Linked DNA regions of Mus musculus: region 1 is linked to region 2. A link is a contact called in public HiChIP or PLAC-seq data. All regions are on one chromosome and are shown on one strand. The core of a region is the stretch at or near the end of the contact, and the rest is flanking DNA. Distances in the headings are between cores, read along the strand shown. Region 1 overlaps Dbt (dihydrolipoamide branched chain transacylase E2). Region 2 overlaps Cdc14a (CDC14 cell division cycle 14A).

Region 1 (2,968 bases), core at 267-2,766, 190 kb after region 2:
TAGTCTGTAGGAAAATGAATTGTCAAAAAGAATACACCACCTTGATATGGGCTGTCATTAGGTCCCCTAATTGTGGCTTGCCAATGAAACATGTCATCTCCAACTGGACCTGCAGGACACTGTGCTGGAGGGTCAAGGGCCAAATCACTAAGTTCCTTATTAATCAGTTTCAGCGCCATAGTCTGCTTTTCTCCGGGCTCCTCACTATCCCATTGTGTACTCAAAGGTCCGGCCAAAACTCTTGATTATCCTGGCGACAGGGAAGGATTGTCTCTTCTTCTCACACCGGCTCTGCCAGACACAGGTGCCACCATGTATCTGTCCGCAGGGGGAGGGTTAAAGAGGCGTGGTTTGCCTCCCTTGCTTAGGCCGGGTGGACTTGCCACCCTCTTGCCTTTGGAACAGCACCTTCTTACTAAAACTGATCGGAGGTCGGACTGGAAGCTATTTTATTTATTTTTTTACAGTCCATATTTTATTTCCCACCCTCTGACTGTTCCACATCCCATACCTCCTCCCCATCCCGCTGTATCCACATAGATGTCCCCACCCCTCAACCCAACCAAACTTCTAAACTCCCTGGGGCCTCCAGCCTCATGAGGGTTAGGGGCATCATCCCTGAACGAACACAGACCCTGAAGTCCTCTACTGTATGTGTGTTGGGTTATTATTTTTTTTAATTATCTCTTATATATTTGAGATTATAATATATCATTTCTCCCTTCCCTTTCTTCCCTCCAAACTCTCCATATACCTGTTCTTTTTCAAATTCATGGCTTCTTTTCATTAATTGTGTGTGTACATATATATATATATATATATATATGTATATATATATATATATATATACATATATATTACATATTCTACATATGGATATTCATACATACATACATATAATTTTCAGATACATAAATAGGACCTGCTCAGTCTATATAATGTTACTTGTATTATGCCTTCAGAGCTTGTCACTTGGTAATGGACACCCACTGTACTCTCCCTGGGGAACAGCGCTTCTCCTCTCTCAGCATTCCTTAGCTGCCTGTAGTTCTGTAGGGTTGAGGCCTCATCGTTTTCCTGTCCACTTTGGCATGTCTGCTGTTGTCCTTGTTTAGCTCACATTCAGGTGGTGGTGCTGGCGAGACTTGATGGGTGTAGCTTCTGACATTACTAGGAGACAAATCTTACAACAAATTCCATGATCCTCTGACTCAGCATCTTTCCGTCCCGTTTTGCTCAAGGAGAAGGCTTAGCTTTGAGAGTGTTCTGTAGAATACCCACTGGGACTGGGCTCCACACCTCTGCATTCTGACTGGCTGTTGTTTTGTATAATGGTCTCTGAGAAGTTTCTTTGATAGGGGAATGAGGATGCACTGACCTGTGCGTATAAGGACAGATGTTTAGGATGAAGCTAGAAATTTTTCAGGTTTAGTGAAGTGAGGGCTGTAGGCTCTCCTCTCAGATCCATAACTCACTAGCCCTGGGTGGTTGTCTGGGTTTTTGTACTAGCCTGAGTGACCTTGAGTCTAATCAGGGAGCTGTTGGGAGCCACAGGGAACCCCTGCTGCATGCTTAGGGCTGTTGTGCAAGCATGCTGGTCTTTGTTGTGGCTCACAGGTGTCATAGCTGCGGGGGGGGGGGGGGGGGGGACGACTGTCGATTGCCTCCCTCCTTTGGAAGCTTGCAGGACTGGAGTCAGTTCCAGCTCAGGGGCCTCTGGGCCTGTGTCTGAAGTGTGTCGTGTTGTTTCCGAGTTAGGGACTTGCATTCCGCCTCTAGGGTTTCCAAGGGCAATAGCAATAGTCTGTGATGATGAGGAAGTCTCTTGGGTAGTTCTGAGCAACACCTCAAAAGAGGCCATCTCATGCCTGGTGTGGAACTTTGGAAGGAGCATTGTCAGCCCAAATGGGAAAATTTCATTTAAACTATTTATACACAGACTTAGTATATTACAGAGTTTATTTTGTTTTGTGTTTGTGTAGGTAGGTAGTTAATAGTATCATTCCTTGTGCCCTTTTTAGACCTCCTTAATCTTACTGTATCTCTCTCTTACTTTTGTATTTATCTTCTTCCCACCTCCCTAGTTCGTGCCCCTCATCTTTCCAGTTTTCCCTATCAGATCCCGTGTGCTCTGCTGTTCTCTCTGTTGTTCCTGACTCTACCGCCCTAGCAATAGTCCCTTTCTGTAGTGTGTGTTTCTGTAGTTTTCCAGAATATGTGCTCACATCTAAAGAGTTGGGGCTTGGAGCCTCAGAACAAGGAGAGCATGGTATGATGTCTGTCTGTCTTTCTGGGTCTAGTTCCACCCACTCACCTGGAGAGCATGATGTCTGTCTGTCCTTCTGGATCTAGTTCCACCCACTCACCTGGAGAGCATGATGTCTGTCTGTCCTTCTGGATCTAGTTCCACCCACTCACCTGGAGAGCATGATGTCTGTCCTTCTGGCTCTAGTTCCACCCACTCACCTACAAAGTCCATGGTTTCATTTCTTTTTGCTGCTGCACAGTATTCCAGGTGTGCATTATGTCACATTTCCCTTGTCCTTTCACCAGCTGAAGGACATTTGGGTTGTTTCCATTTCCCAGCTATTGTGAACAGCAGCAGTCAGCAAGAACCATGCCAAGCAAGTATCTGGGAAGTGGGATGTACGGCTCCTTTGGGCAGATGCCAACAAGTAGAACGGCAGGCTCATATGGTAGATTTAGTCTAGCTTTTTGAGAATTCTCCACAGATGTGAGATTGCCAGAGTGGCCTAACCAGTTTGCCATCCCACCAACAGTGAGGGAGGGTTCCCTTCCCCGCACTCCTAGAGTTCGTTGTCACTTGTGTTGCTGCTGATCTTTGTCACTGTGACTTGGGTAAAATGAGTCCTCAAAGTTGTTTTGATTTGTATTTTCCAAATTGCTATGGAAAATGAACATTTTTTTTGAAATTTTTTTAGCTTTTTGTTTTTTTTCTTTCTTTTAA
Region 2 (2,950 bases), core at 189-2,688:
CTAGTGGCTTACTTTATTCATGCAAGGGCAGGCAAGACAGTTTCTGCGCACAAGCACAGAGAGGACACGGAAGACACAGATGTGTCTAATGCAACACAGCGTGAGCCACATGGGGCTGAGAATGACTCAGGGAACCACACAAACAGCCCAAGCCTCTATCCCAACCCTCTCCCCCACCTCCACACCAAGTGCTAGGATTACAGACAGCTCGCCACCATGACAGCTTTTTTTGCACAGGCTGAAGGAATCTACAATCTGGTCTTCATGCTTGCTTTGGCAAACATTTTTCTGATTGAGCCATCTCCCTGGTCCCAGCGTTATATTATTATTATTTTTTTTTTTTTTAAAGCAAAGTTTCCCAGTCAGAGCGATCGGAATGGAGCTGCCTGGGCAGGAACTGAGGCGAGCAGAGGCCCCAGCTGCCGATGGATGGGTGTGAACTGTGTTTACTAGGTGTTGAGCAAATACGATCCTGTTCTCTGAGTACCAAGGTAAAAAACAAGAAGCCCTGTGCGGTGCCCCTGCACCTGCGAAAGCAGCAGCTCCTCTCCTCTGAGGTCAGGTAGATGTAGCTGGGTGTGGCTCTCACCTGCCAAGGTCAAAGATGTGTCCCAGATAGCCAGCATTTGAGAAAACAAAATCAAGTCAACAATAGATTGACAATCTGAAAAAAATACCCTCCTGCTGACAGCGCTATTTCTCAGACAGCATTCGCTCAAAAGTGGTTAGACTTATTACTTATTGGGAGCTGGGGGGGGGGGGGGTGACAGACATCATGTAGCTAAAAGGAAGCCTTCTAAGTAGTTGCTACATTCTAAAGTTGATCTTTGAACTCTACTGAATCCCCAGGAGGCTACTTAAGGAAGCTTTTTGAAATTGAAAAACTAAGCGAGGTAATAAATGTGACCCACAGAGATGAGCGCTCCTCCCGACCCCCAAAAGATCACCCCTCAAGCTCCTTTCTCTGCATTTCGTCTCCATCAATCCCAGCCACAAGCAAGAACAAGGTACTGCTAGTGGGTGACCCTGCTCTGCATTTTCCTGTGAGGTCACCAGCTCATGGACCAGTCATCAAAATAAAGCAATAACGCGCTTCGCGGAAAGCAGAGGGAGCTATAAATTGAGGACCTAGCGTCACCAAGGTCGTCAAAGCAGGATGTCTTGCAGTCACTTCACCACTAGAGGGCGTGCTGCCCATATATACACAGGCACATACCATCACGGTGTAAATTGAACACTAGGGCTCTTGTTTTCACATATCTCCCTAGGATAAAAGGTCGATATTATTTTCCTGAACTGATCCCTGGCTAGATTCCAAAAGGAGTGGTTGTAGTATTGGTTCTCGGGTTCTTTGGGAATACCTTACAAGCCCTGTCGGAAAGTACAGACGTTTCGACACTGATTGCTACGGGGCGCTTTCAGATCGTGTGACTTTGGTTAGTTGTTAGGGTGGGTGAGCGGATTGGTTGGTTGGTTGGATCTGGATATGCCTAGTATTACTGGTAGAATCCTGACTGAGCAATGTGTGTCTAAGCAACAGGACAGACGGGTTGACTTGGGAACTGGAGAAACCATATTCTAGAAGGTGTTTTGGTTTTGTTTTGTTTTGTTTTGTTTTTGGGTTTTTGGGTTTTTTTTGTTTTTGTTTTTGTTTTTCAAGACCTGTGTCTGATGCTATTTCTCAGTCCTAAAGTCAATAATCCATGTGCTGGTCACATGGAAATATCCAAATTCCGGAGGCATCCTTCTCTAAACCTCCTAAATTGGACAATCTTGAAAGTACTCCCACATGAGCAGTCAGAGCGGATAGAGCACTGACTTAGGCTTCATGCCATTCTGGGGGACCATGACCGTACATGGCAAGCCTGTTATTTTGTGGAATCATTACCCTGGCCACCCATGGCTCCTGTGTCTTACAGGATGAACAGACCAGACTCAGGTATGCTGGAGTGTAAACGCCACACTGGACTTTGAAGGCATGATTTTTTTTTTAAATGTAAACTAAACTACTCCATTAATAATCCCTGTCTTAACTATATGTTGAAATATGTGGGATATAATGAATTAATTGAAATACATCTTTTAAAATACCTTCACCATTTCTTTCTATCATTTCTGAATGTCCCTAGTGGAATATTTAAAATATCCATATGACTAATTATACATGGCATTCTTTTTTTGTTGTTTTTTTGGTTTTGGTTTTTTTGTTTTTTGTTTTTTTGAGACAGGGTTTCTCTGTATAGCCCTGGCTGTCCTGGAACTCACTTTGTAGACCAGTCTGGCCTCAAACTCAGAAATCTGCCTGCCTCTGCCTCCCATGTGCTGGGATTAAAGGCGTGGGCCACCACCGCCTGGCTTATACATGGCATTCTTTAGATTCCTGAATGGGAGGTGAAAGCAGACAAAACCTTTAAGAAATCGTTAGACTAGAAGCAAGTGGTTACACCCTGCTGACCCATCCTCTGTAGCATTATAAGTAGCATTCTGGTCACATAACCTCCTTTAAGGGACTGACTCAGCAGTTAGAGTACCCGCCATGCAAGTACAAGAACCAGCATCAGATTCCCAGAAAGCCACATAATCTGGTGAGTGTGGCAGCCTGCTTGTAAATCTAGCTTCCAAAGGAATTCCGAGAACAGGCTGGCTAATAAGCCCGGCCATATTGATAAACTCTGAATATGACTGAGACCCACTCTTCCTTAATGAATAGGTAGACGGATGATAGACAATTTATTAACCTTAGGCCTCCACACGCACATGTGTGTACATCCACGCCATACATACAGACACATGTGTGCCCCACACATACAAAACAATGAATGCAGGCACATTGCACACAAACAAAAAAGTGTGGGAGAAACTAATATCACAGATATTAAGCTTGTGTGGTTGGTCGGTTGGATGATTGGTTGGTCAGTTGGTTAGTTGGTTGGTTGGTTGGTTTTTATTT

What was found. HiChIP or PLAC-seq counts read pairs in DNA pulled down with a chosen protein or histone mark.
Region 1: a contact with region 2 is called in an H3K27ac HiChIP or PLAC-seq map of embryonic stem cells, with 6 read pairs. The contact joins two enhancer-like sites. A contact is called at or near these places in 12 of 39 promoter capture datasets (the C10 cell line, the HPC-7 cell line, cranial neural crest and 7 more), 1 of 15 datasets of contacts at CTCF or cohesin (embryonic stem cells), 22 of 484 Hi-C or Micro-C datasets (CD8 T cells, CD8 central memory T cells, the CH12 cell line and 13 more), 18 of 115 datasets of contacts at active chromatin or transcription factors (CD8 T cells, acute myeloid leukemia, bone marrow-derived macrophages and 13 more) and 4 of 9 other capture datasets (adipose tissue, liver, macrophages and 1 more).

What each region holds. Positions count from the first base shown.
Region 1 is chr3:116,528,400-116,531,367 of GRCm38.p6, forward strand. The region is part of intron 3 of Dbt (dihydrolipoamide branched chain transacylase E2); the gene reads left to right. It also overlaps the pseudogene Gm4596. Among named protein-coding and RNA genes, the nearest start is that of Dbt, 17 kb to the left of the region's middle. Within about 2 kb of position 1,517, at least 11 of the 459 cell types and tissues checked have an H3K27ac peak or open chromatin away from gene starts, as enhancers often do. A contact at or near this core is called in embryonic stem cells, where this site is marked.
Region 2 is chr3:116,340,018-116,342,967 of GRCm38.p6, forward strand. All of the region lies in intron 7 of Cdc14a (CDC14 cell division cycle 14A), which reads right to left. Among named protein-coding and RNA genes, the nearest start is that of Cdc14a, 83 kb to the right of the region's middle. Within about 2 kb of position 1,439, at least 36 of the 459 cell types and tissues checked have an H3K27ac peak or open chromatin away from gene starts, as enhancers often do. A contact at or near this core is called in embryonic stem cells, where this site is marked.